Regions from separate parts of the Zea mays genome. Here regions 1 and 2 are each linked to region 3. A link is a contact called in public Hi-C data. All regions are on one chromosome and are shown on one strand. The core of a region is the stretch at or near the end of the contact, and the rest is flanking DNA. Distances in the headings are between cores, read along the strand shown. Region 1 holds the start of LOC103632410 (WD repeat and HMG-box DNA-binding protein 1). Region 2 holds the start of LOC103632412. Region 3 holds the start of LOC100501369 (Fatty acyl-CoA reductase 1).

The links. Hi-C and Micro-C count contacts between places; a contact is called where the count stands out from the background.
Region 1: a contact with region 3 is called in a Hi-C map of endosperm, with 3 times the contacts expected there. The contact joins the promoter of LOC103632410 here to the promoter of LOC100501369 in region 3. A contact is called at or near these places in 4 of 25 Hi-C or Micro-C datasets (bundle sheath, ear, endosperm and 1 more).
Region 2: a Hi-C map of leaf shows a contact between it and region 3, with 5 times the contacts expected there. The contact joins the promoter of LOC103632412 here to the promoter of LOC100501369 in region 3. A contact is called at or near these places in 3 of 25 Hi-C or Micro-C datasets (bundle sheath, ear and leaf).

Annotation. Positions count from the first base shown.
Region 1 is chr7:71,480,354-71,484,459 of Zm-B73-REFERENCE-NAM-5.0, reverse strand. It overlaps LOC103632410 (WD repeat and HMG-box DNA-binding protein 1), which reads left to right and starts at 1,433. Exons shown (of 12, transcript NM_001347114.1): 1 at 1,433-1,793; 2 at 1,905-2,995; 3 at 3,130-3,306; 4 at 3,421-3,534. The coding sequence starts at 1,496.
Region 2 is chr7:71,096,928-71,101,506 of Zm-B73-REFERENCE-NAM-5.0, reverse strand. LOC103632412 reads left to right here and starts at 1,760. Exons shown (of 2, transcript XM_008654240.3): 1 at 1,760-2,430.
Region 3 is chr7:71,240,499-71,244,648 of Zm-B73-REFERENCE-NAM-5.0, reverse strand. LOC100501369 (Fatty acyl-CoA reductase 1) reads left to right here and starts at 2,138. Exons shown (of 6, transcript NM_001196109.1): 1 at 2,138-2,399; 2 at 2,490-2,593. The coding sequence starts at 2,318.

The DNA of each region.
Region 1 (4,106 bases), core at 184-2,683, 240 kb before region 3:
TGTTGCCTTGTCTTGATCTCCCTTAGAAACCAAAGCAAGTAACCAACAAGATGAGACTAGCCAACATATGTGGGGAGCTATGGTGGCCCATACGAAGCTGGGCATGGTGCTGCTTGCAGATCGACTTACAAAGGAGATGTCTTGTCATAGATGAAAGCATCATGGTCCTGTTCTTGTGGGTGAAGGTCTTGTCATGACCTTGCTGCTGCATTTTCTCTTCTTCGCTTCTCATACGATGCAACTCTTGTCATGCCTCACCAATTTGTTGCCGAAGATGAGCAACCTAATGCATCTTTTACCTCTGTACCTCAACTTCTCTTCAGATTGCTTCGAGGTTCTTGATCTGTTCATCAACATTGTCTTATGGTGGGGGTTGTATTGGGGCCCTTTCTCTTCTCCCACCTTTAGTTTGTAACCTCAGGTGGATGAACAACTTCGAGTTGCATGTGGTCTTTTGGGTTAAGAATACCTAAAAAGCATGTTAGAAGCCTATAATGACTCGTTAGAAACCTAAAATGTCGTTAGCTTGGATTGAGGTGTGTTATGTTCTCTATTCTGAATTCCAGTCATATTTGTGAGGCTATTGGTAGATTTTGGGTAAGAATTTGATTTTTGGGACTTTTTCTGTTTCGGTCAGAATTTGAATTTTAGTCCTTTTGTAGTTCAGATCGCCTAAATTGAGTTTGGCCCGTTTAACCAATAACGTGCCAGATCGTGTGTCGACGGCTCAACCCATAGGCTGGTCCGGTATGGTCCATAATTATTGGGTGCTAGGTTAGTCTGAAATTGAAACATGTTGGACTATTTTAAGCTTAGGCGAGGCTAAGTCGTGCGTTGGACTATTTTAAGCTTAGGCGAGACTAAGTCATGTGGCCTGAATGTAGTCTTTTATTCTTTGTGTTCTACGGTTCTAGAACATGGCCATATCACATACTATGTGATTGTCTACTTGTAGGAGTGAGTGCAGATGGCTGGGCACAGTTTTTATACGTAGATACACAGCGAACGACAGTATGGCGCGGGCCTAATTCCGACTCCTTTTATGCACAAACTTGACCTAATCCAATCATAAATGTAGCCAACCAAACATCACATACCAACTTTTTTTACATGCTACAGGTCATGTACACACGGAAGCAGGCAACTAATAAGACGGATAGTCACGTATATTGACCGACAATGCGTACTCTTGCATGCTTATTTGATGTTTACGGTGTACCATCAGATGAGCAGCGAACGGTATCAGGCGCACGGTGTCCCTCTGCCGCGACCGTGAGTCTTTGATGGAGGAATAATACCTAAGCGGACCATCGTCGTCCCGCCTAAACAACCCTTCCCGCGCTTTCTCCCGCCATTTTTAGCGGTGGCGGGAACCATAGATAACGAAAAGGTACAGCTCCATCTTCTCAATTTGTAACACCAGCTAGCGCTGTTCATCCCATCCCATTTCCAATCCGCGCCACCACAAACAAAGCCTCAAAGGCGAAGAGTCGCCATGAAAGGCCGCGTGGTCAAGCTCCGTGAGGCGCACAAGGCTGGCTCGCCAGCCCTCTGTTCCGCCTCCTGGGGCCCCAGCGGACAACACGTCGTCACCGCTTCCGCCGCGGACACTGCCGTCCTGATCCACGACGCCGCCACGGTGCTCGCCGGCGGTCGGGGCTCGGGTTCGTCGGCGCTGGCTACTATCCGTCTCCACAAAGACGGCGTCACGGCACTTGCAGTCGCGCCGGGCCCCAGCGGCTCGCTGGCATCGGGATCCATCGACCACTCCGTCAAGTTTTACACCTTCCCAGGTTCGTGGATCTCACCGCCCTGAGGCGTTTATATGATCCAAGAAATCTTCTTCTATTTTCGTTCCTTTTCTCGGACAGATCTGTGACATATCTTCTGGTCTCTGCAAGCAGAGGGGCAGTTCCAGAGCAATGTCGCCCGATTCACCCTGCCTATCCGATCACTCGCTTTTAACAAGAAAGGCACCCTACTGGCGGCCGCAGGTGAAGATGATGGCATCAAGCTGATTTCAACCATTGACAACACGATATCGAAGGTGCTCAAAGGACACAAGGGCTCCGTCACTGGGCTGGATTTCGACCCGAGAAACGATTACCTAGCATCTGTGGACAGCTTCGGTACCGTCATCTATTGGGATCTTTGCATTGGTGCTGAGGCCCGTACCTTGACACGTATTGCTCCCACGTTTCGGTCGGATAACTCTGTCAGGAATGTTCTGTGCTGGAGCCCTGATGGGCAGACCCTTGCTGTGCCCGGGTTGAGGAACAATGTGGTGCTGTATGATAGGGACACGGGTGAGGAGGTGTGCACGCTATATGGAGATCATGAACAACCAGTGAGCAGCCTTTGCTGGTCTCCCAATGGGAGGTATCTGGCCAGTGCTGGCTTGGATAGGCAGGTGCTCATCTGGGATGTGAAGTCAAGGCAGGACATTGAGAGGCAGAAGTTTGATGAGCGGATATGCAGCTTGGCTTGGAAACCAAATGGAAATGCTTTACTTCTGATTGATGTCATGGGCAGGGTTGGCATTTGGGAATCAGTCGTACCTTCGACTATGAAGTCGCCTAATGAGGGCATACCTGATCTCAACTCCAATATGGTTCCTCTATTTGATGACAATGACGATGAGCCAGACACCTCAGTTGGCTTGGAGGATGATGTTGATGATACTTTCAGCGATTCAATAACTTTCAACCACAAGAGACCAAGGAGGAAGTCTACGTTTGATGGAGATAGTGAGAATGAAGATTTAATACATCAATTGGAATATACCAAAAGAATGAAAGATAAGCAAAATAAAAATGAGGATGCTGGGAAGGCAAGAGGTGATTCTGCCACACCAGTGACGTTGGTTACATCAACAATGCAAGCTGCTTTCCAGCCTGGATCAACGCCACCACAGCCTGGCATGCGAAATTTCCTCGCATACAACATGCTTGGAAGTATCACTACTATTCAAAATGAGGGGTATTCACATGTGGAGGTAAGATCTGCTGTTACCTGTTGCTTAGTAGCTGTATGTGCTTAGTTGATTGCAGCTTGAAGTGGATCAAGCCATCTTATGCTATTTCAGTTCCTGCATATAGAGTGCAATAATTATTGTATTTACATTTTCAGGTTGACTTCCATGACACAGGAAGAGGACCTAGAGTTCCTTCCATGACAGACTATTTTGGTTTCACAATGGCTGCAATGAATGGATCAGGAAGTGTGTTTGCAAATCCGTGTAAGGGTGACAAGAATATGAGCACTCTAATGTACCGCCCTTTTGGTAGCTGGGCTGGTAACAGCGAGGTACGTTATCTGAATGTCACACTTAGGTAATACAAGTTCAACAAATGAAAATCTTGAAGTTTATACCTATTTACCCTTTGTTGATGCATAATGTATTTTCATATTCAAATTTAGTGGTCAATGAGATTTGAAGGTGAAGAAGTGAAGGCTCTGGCTCTTGGTGCTGGATGGGTTGCTGCAGTCACAAGCTTAAATTTTTTGCGCATTTTCACCGAAGGAGGCTTGCAGGTTATATTAACTTTCCTAACATCTACAATTGGAACCTTCTAAATTTATCTAGTTTTATTCCTGTCTGGAACATAATGAAGATCTTTTTGCTTGGAGGAAGCTGCCTCCATTTTAGTTCCCACATACAAATGAACTATGTTATTAATTTCATGTTCACAGCTTCCTACATGTGCTCCCTAGGTCTGAAATTTTTAAGGTATTAAATTGTTGACAACATTTTGCTTTGTACCACTCTTCATTCTCTCTCAAAGTCCACAACCATAAGGACTGGGTGGTATTCGATGTTCTGTTTTTCGTTGAAGACTGTAAAGGATATACGACAGCTGTAGACTCTTGTAGAGAGATCTTTTAGTTTAGCAGATATTGTCTATGTGAGGTGGCAAATGGTAATAGTTGTCTAAAATAGTGGAAAAGAGAAGTCCAATCAGTTAATGAGTTTGAGCAAAAAAATTGTATAAGATATGATAGAATCCAAGGTCAAGTTGAGGTCCATGTACTATTAGTAGGATTTAGCCTTATAGATTATCTTAAGATGTGTAAAAGATCGACTCAAGTAATGGAGAAATACATTT
Region 2 (4,579 bases), core at 511-3,010, 140 kb after region 3:
CATTTAGCACACAAGAATTTAATCAATCGTGTTGGGCATTTAATCACCAAAACATTATAGAAATGTTCTAAGGGCACATTTCCCTTTTAGGAAGGTGAACCGCCAGGTCGCCTGCACTCGCTGAATGGTGGACCGCTCGACGCCTGAAATATTATAATCGTTTCTCGGCATCGAGCTCATGGAAGGTGTTTTTCGGACCTTCGGCATTCCGAAGCATTCGAGTTTTTTCGCGGATCGAGCTCGTTACGTAAAACGATCTAGCACCGCGAAGGGGCTACTGTTGGGTGCCTTCTTCTCCGCCGAAATTCCTCTAAGCAAAAACACCTTCGGCAAGATGATATGCAAGCAGGCACGACATGAAGATACCAGCCGAAGCTACAATTGAAAGAGCTTCGGCATGATGACACGCTTGAGACGAAGGGCAGCACCGACTTAAAGAGGAAAATACCGCTTAGTCCCTAATAATTTGTGTCATGGTTATGATTAGTTGTCAAGGACACGAATGTAATTTTGTCCGGGCTGTGTCCCGTGCCTATAAATAGATGAACAGTACCCCTGTACTCTTCACGCTGACCTGTAATCGCTCATGCGTCACTCTTGTATTTTTGCCTTCTGTCAAGCCGAAGGTATTGATGTAATTTAAATATCATTAATATTTATTCATGGATATATGATGATAATATGAATAATCTAATGATCTGAAATGGTTATTTATGCTTTCTCTGCGTTTTATATGTCCCTGTTTATATGTTTGCATATTGAAATGATGAAGGTATGTCCTTCATGACCTTCGTCCGAAGATCATTATATCCTAAGAGAGATAATGTCATGAAGGACGAAGGTCTTTAACCATTAATATATGTGTTGCCTTGTTCTTAATTCAGAGCTTTTGAGAACAAGTGACCAACAGATAGATATAGGGAAACCAAAGGCATCAGACCCAAGAAAATAATCAGACATGTTTTTCCTGGGTTAGGTTGATAAAGCGACAATGCAATCCTCTAGGAGAGGCAAAATAGAATAAAGACATCAACATGAACCAACCGAACAAAGGAATGGTTTTGGAAGGAGACATGACTCGAGATTCTTGTTTTAGGTACACTTTATGTCCAACAAAGAAATTATCTAAGCATTCATTTGCATGAGTTTGGTCATGTAGCACCCCAAAATTCCATTTGGTTTTCACGAAAAGATTATTAAAAAAAGTTTAAGAATTAAAATATCTTTTAGAGGGCTCCCTACTTTTGAAGAGATGTTAATAAAGAAGTAAAATAGTAAATTAGGATATCTCAAATTATAGTTGAGTTTTGAATTTTGAAAACTGAATTTTGAAACTAAGAGTTATTTTAGAAATGAAGTAGTAGAAAGGTTTCGTATTTAACTAAGTGAATATTCTTTTCATTAAACGTTACATGATAAGCATTTATTTAAATAATTATTAATAAATAAGAAAAAAATATAAAACCTTCATCTCATGCTGGATTTTTTTCTGTGCTAATTTAACGTGTGTTTTTCAAACTGATTCAAAGTTGAATTTGGAAGTTTGAATAATAGCAAACAAAACTGAAATTAAAAAACAACTTACCTGCGTGTTGGGCCAAAACTCACGTTGTTGACCCAACTACTCATCCTTGGGGCCAGCACCTTGCTCCCCGAGAACACATGTGTCGTGCCACTTTTTCCTTGGCGCATGGGACCCAGTTGGCGGAAGCTTCTTCCTGAAGTTTGTTGCAACCACCCGCATGCACCGGATCTCAGTTAAATCTCTTTTCCACCGCCTCCCAGCCTCAATCGCCAACTACACACCGGCGGCCAGAGCCCCTCCGCATAAAGCCTGCCCATGCGGCCCTCCGCCAAATGCCTATCTCGCGCCCACCAGGGCCTCGGGCTGAAGGAGATGTGTGGGAGCGTGCGGCCGCGGACGATTCCCGCCGGGGCTGCCGGTCCGACCTCGACGACTGTTGGAGAGGAAGCGGAGTGCTTGGGGAAGTCGTGCGGGTGCAACGTCCGGTGCCGCTGTTACCTGTGGCCGTGGTACCGCTGTTACCTGTAGCTTCCGGAAAACCGGTGCCTTCTGTGGGCCTCGACAACCTGGCTGCCGCAAGCCCAGTCGTTGCCGCGCGCTCTGCCTCTGCTCCGGACTGGGGCACCATCGCTGCGCCGGATAAAGCTTGGAGACGGAGAGAGCCACCGTGTGGCTGCTAAGGCGAGGTCGAAGCCACTATCCAGTATCGAGGGCACCTCCATGGCGAGCAGGCCGCCGGGTGAACCTCGCCTGTGTTGTGTCCACCACTTTGGGCGAGGTGTGGCTTCAGGCCATCAGCGGTCCTCCGTGGGGACACCTGTGGCTGCATGGTGGCGGGAACTCCTCGCCAGCACCGCAGTTCTACGCATCATCGTGAATAGGAGCCTTGTGCTGCGCAATCAAAGGTAATAGCATCACCATATGGCTCGCTTCCTTCTCTATTGCGCGTAGCGTACGTTAGCAGGAAGAATGGGGTCCCGGATGACAGGGGCGTTTGCTCGCCCGTGCGGCGCCGCCGCGATCGGGGACGCCGTCGCGGTCTAGGGGCGTTGGTTGAGGGAGTAATGAGAAGCGTAGATATGTGGACGATCGGCCAGGATTAGATGTTAGGGTGTTGCGCGATGAGCCGTTGATGTCGCGGGCTGCGACTAGGATTAGATCTTAACTGACTAATTCGTTCAGGGCAATCTGAGCGCTTGATTGTTTGTATATCCTACGGACAAGATTGTTTACCGTTTCATAAGAAGCCCGATCTGATATGGGCTAATGAATCATGATCGGACGACTCAACTCGTCTATACACTTTCGGCCCCGTAAAACTTCAAAAGAGCCCCTGCACTTTTGCCACAATTGAGCCGCCGCTCCGGTAGTGGTAGAAAATAGATTAAATTGCCCTGGAATTTGTAGAAAACCCCTTGGTACTTCTAAATATGCCACTGAAAGCTAATTGTAGTATAAAATAAATACTAAAAATATTTGAAAACTTTTATAATTCATATCTCTCACATTTTAACTCTGATTTGACTCGTTCAAGTTGCGTTAATCTCGTATTAAATTTGTCCACACAATAACAACATTATTTTATCTTAATCGCCTATGTTTATAAATGGATGTTTATTTAAGCTATGATTAGTGACTCCCTAATCCAAGGATTGACATGTCTGTAATTATAATTTGACGGCATTATGATTTCTAAATAAGTTATAATTAAATTTGAATTAATTAATTAGAATATATTTTCTCGTATGATGTATATTAACCAATTTATAATATAGTTTAATATTTTAATCACACCGATCTTTTATAAAATCATAACTCTTTAATCGTAACTTCGATCTTAGTGATTCTCGTTCTCACGATCTCGTAGCAACGCGTAGATCATTATTATGCAATATGTTTTTATGTTTGGTGTGATGTTAATTTTGTGTATACTATGTCTGTTTGTATTGCTACGACTAGCAGTGAGGTCACAAGGATTTGAAGAATTACCGTGGTAACTGGAATCTCAAGTGTCAGGAAAGTTGTGCCCATGATCCACTTTTGTTACCCAATAATGTTCTTTATTATCACTATTCAATGCATATGTTTAATTTTGATGGGACCCAACAGGTCACCCTAGTATGTTTATCCATTTTACCTTGTTATCATTGAATCACTTGGGTAGTTTTGCTATTACTTTACATGGTTTTAGGATAATATTTCATTATATCCACGTTCCAATTATTTTGTTATTCTATTTATGTTCATGTCAAGATCATTAATGTTAATTGGAACATGGAGCTTAACTTGAGAAACACGTGCCACCATAAGGGTGGAATGGGACGCCCTTGGCTAACTAATTAGGAAAGCTAGTGGAAGACTACCTTACCCGAAAGGGGCAAGGGCAGTAGGGGAGTTGCATGCAAGGAGGTTCTCGGGTTGATTTTGCTGCGATGGCGGTCAGACGGGGGATTCTTGCAAGTGCTCTTCCCATAAACTGTAGCGGGTTTTCGGAAGCTAGTGGAACTTTGTAAAGGCCTCGTAGTGGATCCCTAGCCATTCACCTCAGTAGTGTCTAAGGGCCTTGCAAACCCTGGCGACATGGGATACACCACTTGTGGGTACATGGTACAACCTCTGTAGAGTGTAAAACTGGTATACTAGCCGAGCTCACGGTCAGGAGCAGTTTAGGACTCTCGCATGATTAAATTATGGAACCTAAACTCAACTTGTCATTTGCATTTGAAGGGGTTTATTTTTTAATTTTGTTCTATTATTGTTATTATTTATTATGGTTTGATATTTACTTACATTTAGTAACTGCTAATAAAATTTGACCAACTTATTAAAAGCAATGCTTTAGCCTCTATTGTTGATCAGCCTTACACATCACATGAACTGTAACACCCTGAATTTGGGGTATAAAATTTCTTTCTTATGATCATCCAAATTCAGGTGTTACTCTTCTCTATCTCACTCTAGTTTCTCTCTCTAGTTTTCTCACTTTCTTCTTCTTTTAATTAGGGTTAGTTGTATTAGTGAGGGATTATTTAATGTATTTTGTCCAAAACATGA
Region 3 (4,150 bases), core at 889-3,388:
TGTGGAAGAGGTTGGTGTGTCTCGTGAACGAACTGAAATCTGTCGTCGATGTTCTCAGGGTTTCTAGTCGTATAAGGCGAAGAGCTACCCTCTCCATGCTTTGTCCAAATTGTGTAATCCTTCATAAATCCTCGGCATACCAGATGAGATATGATTTGTTCTGTGTCATTAAATACAGCAGCATTTTTGCAGTCCATGCATGGACAATATATGTGTTTTGTCTTTGTTCTCCAAGCATGGTTCGTAGCGACATCAATAAACCTATGGACCTCGGATATGTATGATGGATCTAGCCTTGATAAGTTATACATCCAGGATGTCCTCTCCATCACCACCTGTAAAAAAGTAACATAAACACACAAGAACCAACCTTTCTTAGCAACCTTCTTCCAAAAAATAAAGATAAACCCCCCCCCCCCCTTGTATTTTGTGAAATCTGGCCCTCTAATGGAAGTTGGGCTGCGAGCTATAGTTCTTGTCGGGAAGGATGAAGGGGTGAAACCCTATATCCAAAATGTGGCTAAATTTAAGGAAAATGAACAAAAATTGGTAAGAGGAACATAAAACCAAACTTTCCTAGCCATACTCTTCTCTCTAACACATGGTGAAGGCCTAGTTCCAAAATTGAGCAAAGATGAACAATAATTGGCAATTAAAACATAATTAAACCAACCTTTCATAGCAACTAATAAAAATAATCTTAATTACCAAACCTATCTTCTTCTCTCTCCACACAACACATGAACCATTCATTAAACAACTTAATATGTCATGGATAAACTGATTTGAGAACTAAACATGAAAAAGGAGAGAGGATAGACAAAATCTAACCATATTAAACAACTTTATTTGAGGGAATAGAGCAAAAATGTGGCTAAAATGTGGCTAAAATTGAGAGAGGACACACTCTCTCTCAAATGGTGAAACCCTAGATCCAAAATGTGGCTAAAATTGAGCAAAAATGAATAAAAATTGACATTAGCAACATAAACCAACCTTTCTTAGCAATCTTCTTCCAAAAAATGAAGATCAAAACCTCTCCCCATGTATTTTGTGAATTCTGGACCTCCAAAATCGCCTCCAATGGAAGTTGGCTGCGAGCATACAGTTTACTGTAGGGGGAAGAAGAGGGGTATTTATAACAGACAGTTCACTGGCGGTTGGCTTTAAAAACCGCCAGTGGAAACCTATTTCCACTGGCGGTTATCTTAACACAACCGCCAGTGGAAATATGATGTTTCCACTGGCGGTTGTGTTAAGATAACCGCAAGTGGAAATCAATTTTCACTGGCGGTTGGTGTTACACAACCGCCAGTGGAAACATCCTATTTCCACTGGCGGTTGTGTTAAGATAACCGCCAGTGGAAATAGGTTTCCACTGGCGGTTTTTAAAGCCGGGCCCACCTGTTTCTTTCACTGACGTTTGATAACGGAAACCGCCAGTGAAAAGTTGAACGTGCCGCAGGCTTTGAGCTCTTTTCTACTAGTGCTTATTCCAATTTTAAGTGGTATTGAAGTGATCGGTATAAATTTTAATGACATTAAAGAGATTTGTTTTAAATGGAACTAATGGTGTTAGCTTTAAGCTAACGTCAATAGTATTAAGAGATTAAAATTTAAATTGAATGGTATTGAAATAAATTTTATAGTTTGGATGACATTGAATAGATTTTCTGATAAACAAAGCCCAGATTGTGCCGGCCGGTCGCGTGCGGTGGTGGAGAACAGATGGCTAAGCCAACGATGCGCAAGCAAATACTGGATTATTTGTTCAACGACTGGTCACTGGCTTTGTCTTCTTTTCTCACCTACTTTTATTCACCTTACCTATTGGAAACATCCATCCGTCGTTCCCTTCCTGTATACGCTACTGCATGATAATCATCCATCCGTCCTCCGTGACCACGAGCATTTTCAGCTGTCAAAGCATCTGGGGGTTTCTTTTATTCCTTGTGAGTATATATCATATGCCATCAAGCTTGTTCCATTCAAGGACGGATTATAGTGGAAAGCTAGTATATGTTACAAATTAATACAGCAAGATTATCGTCTGCTATTATCATCTGAGCTCGGTGCACTGTCCCTTGCAATAAAAAGTGGAGTATCTGCCATTGCCCACTGCTAGATTAAACGTGTACTCAACCCTCCATTCAAGGACGGATTTTGGTGGGTGGCTTGTGCGCCATAAATACCCCACATCAGGAGCCTCTTTTGGTGCGCGCGCTGTCACTCTAGCGTGTCTTTCTCCCCTTCCTGCTTTCCCTCTCCAGCTCTCATACACAAACACACGGAGCTAGCAGCACGGATCGAGAGAACAATGGAGGAAACAAGCAGGATCCCTGGGTACTTCAAGAACAAGGGCATCCTGATCACGGGCGCAACAGGCTTCCTTGGAAAGAGTAAGCATGTATGCGTGCATGCATGTCTCTGTTTCATACATGCATTGTGCTCACCTTGAGGTCTCTCTCTGCCGTCATGTCTTGTTGCAGTCCTCGTGGAGAAGATACTGAGGGTCCAGCCGGACGTAAAGAGGATCTACCTCCCCGTGCGTGCGCCGGATGCTGCATCAGCCAAGAAACGGGTGGAGACTGAGGTGATGGCTTCTAGCAACGGCATGATCTCACTCTGTACTAGTTCTGTTAATTTCTGTTTGGGGTTTTTGTTCTCTTTCACTTGGTTTGCGTTTAGTTCCGAAGTACGGTAGAACCGAGCCGCTCCGCTCTCAATTTGTTCTTGTTTTAATTAATTTCATATAGGATGAACTGGTTTTAAAAATAAAAAATTGTACTTAAATGTTGAACCATTTGATTAGACAGAGCCGCTCCTAGGACTGAGCCGTTCGGTTCTATCCCAAGTAGCTTGAGAACCAAACGCTACCTTATTTTCATGTAACCATAGTGCCGAAGTAAGCACATGCATTTTCTTCTTTAATTTATCTATATATATATATATATATATATATATATATATATATATATATATATATATATATATATATATATATATATATATATATATACATTTGCGGTACAATAAAGTAAGATGCGTTCTAGTCTACATGTGGTACAGTCTAATTAACATTATAAATGCTACTCCAGATGTGTGTACTATGTACAGGATAATTGGTACATTTGCGGCGATATATCGGGTACCTGTCCACATGCATATGCAAGCTTTCGCTCGCATGTTGCTACTCCCATCCGATACATCGCAAACATATTTATTAGGTGACCTATCTGATTTTTTTGAACGAAAAAAAACACTAGCTTGTGTATATCTCTTCTATTCTCTACCTCTACTGTATTAAATTACAAATTTTCCTCATTTCACGATGCTAGCTAGTACTGCAGCCGCCGCTGTTTGTACAGTATATTTGCCTCTTCATTGTCTCTTCACGTGGCAGCCGAATGGCTTGATCGTGCTCACCCATATTTAAATAGTAAAAATTCTAAAATTATATATAATGAGATTCTAACCATAGTTGTTGGCCTATAATGCATGTTCACAGCTACCTAGTGAACATAACACATATATTCTTGTATGTTTTATATTCTATGGACACTTTACTTTGTATTTTGGTGTAGCAGTGTTGACGCACTAACCATGGCATAAAAAGGTGACCAAAGCATTACTGCTGAAAGTCAGAACAAACTATTGACAATCAATCATTATTTATGCGGCTGTTTCTGCTACTGTTAATGAAAGCATATTCAAATCATTTGTGTCACTGTAACATAGATAATACACACGCACACCAACGCAAAAGGTAAAGGAACAAAATGCCCTTAGAAAAATAGAAAAGTACATATATATAGAGATATTGAGAAAAAAATGTTGTATATATATTGAGAAAAAAAAGATGTTGTATTAGAAGAGAAATTTGTATTAGAAAGTGAGAATGATAATTGTTTTACAATAAATTTTGAATGCTATAAAGTTAAGGTGTTATATACAGTTTTTAAAAGTGGTCATTAGGATTTCGTGCTCTGATCTATGTGCAAAGGTGCGTATTTTGTGATGGCTGACTACTGGTAATGGTATATATCAAAGTTAGATCAGTATTAGGCTGCCAATTCCGATAACAACTCTACAATATTCCTTAGGGCAGCTCCAAAGGTACCTATTAGCAAGTTCATTGCGTATTATTTCG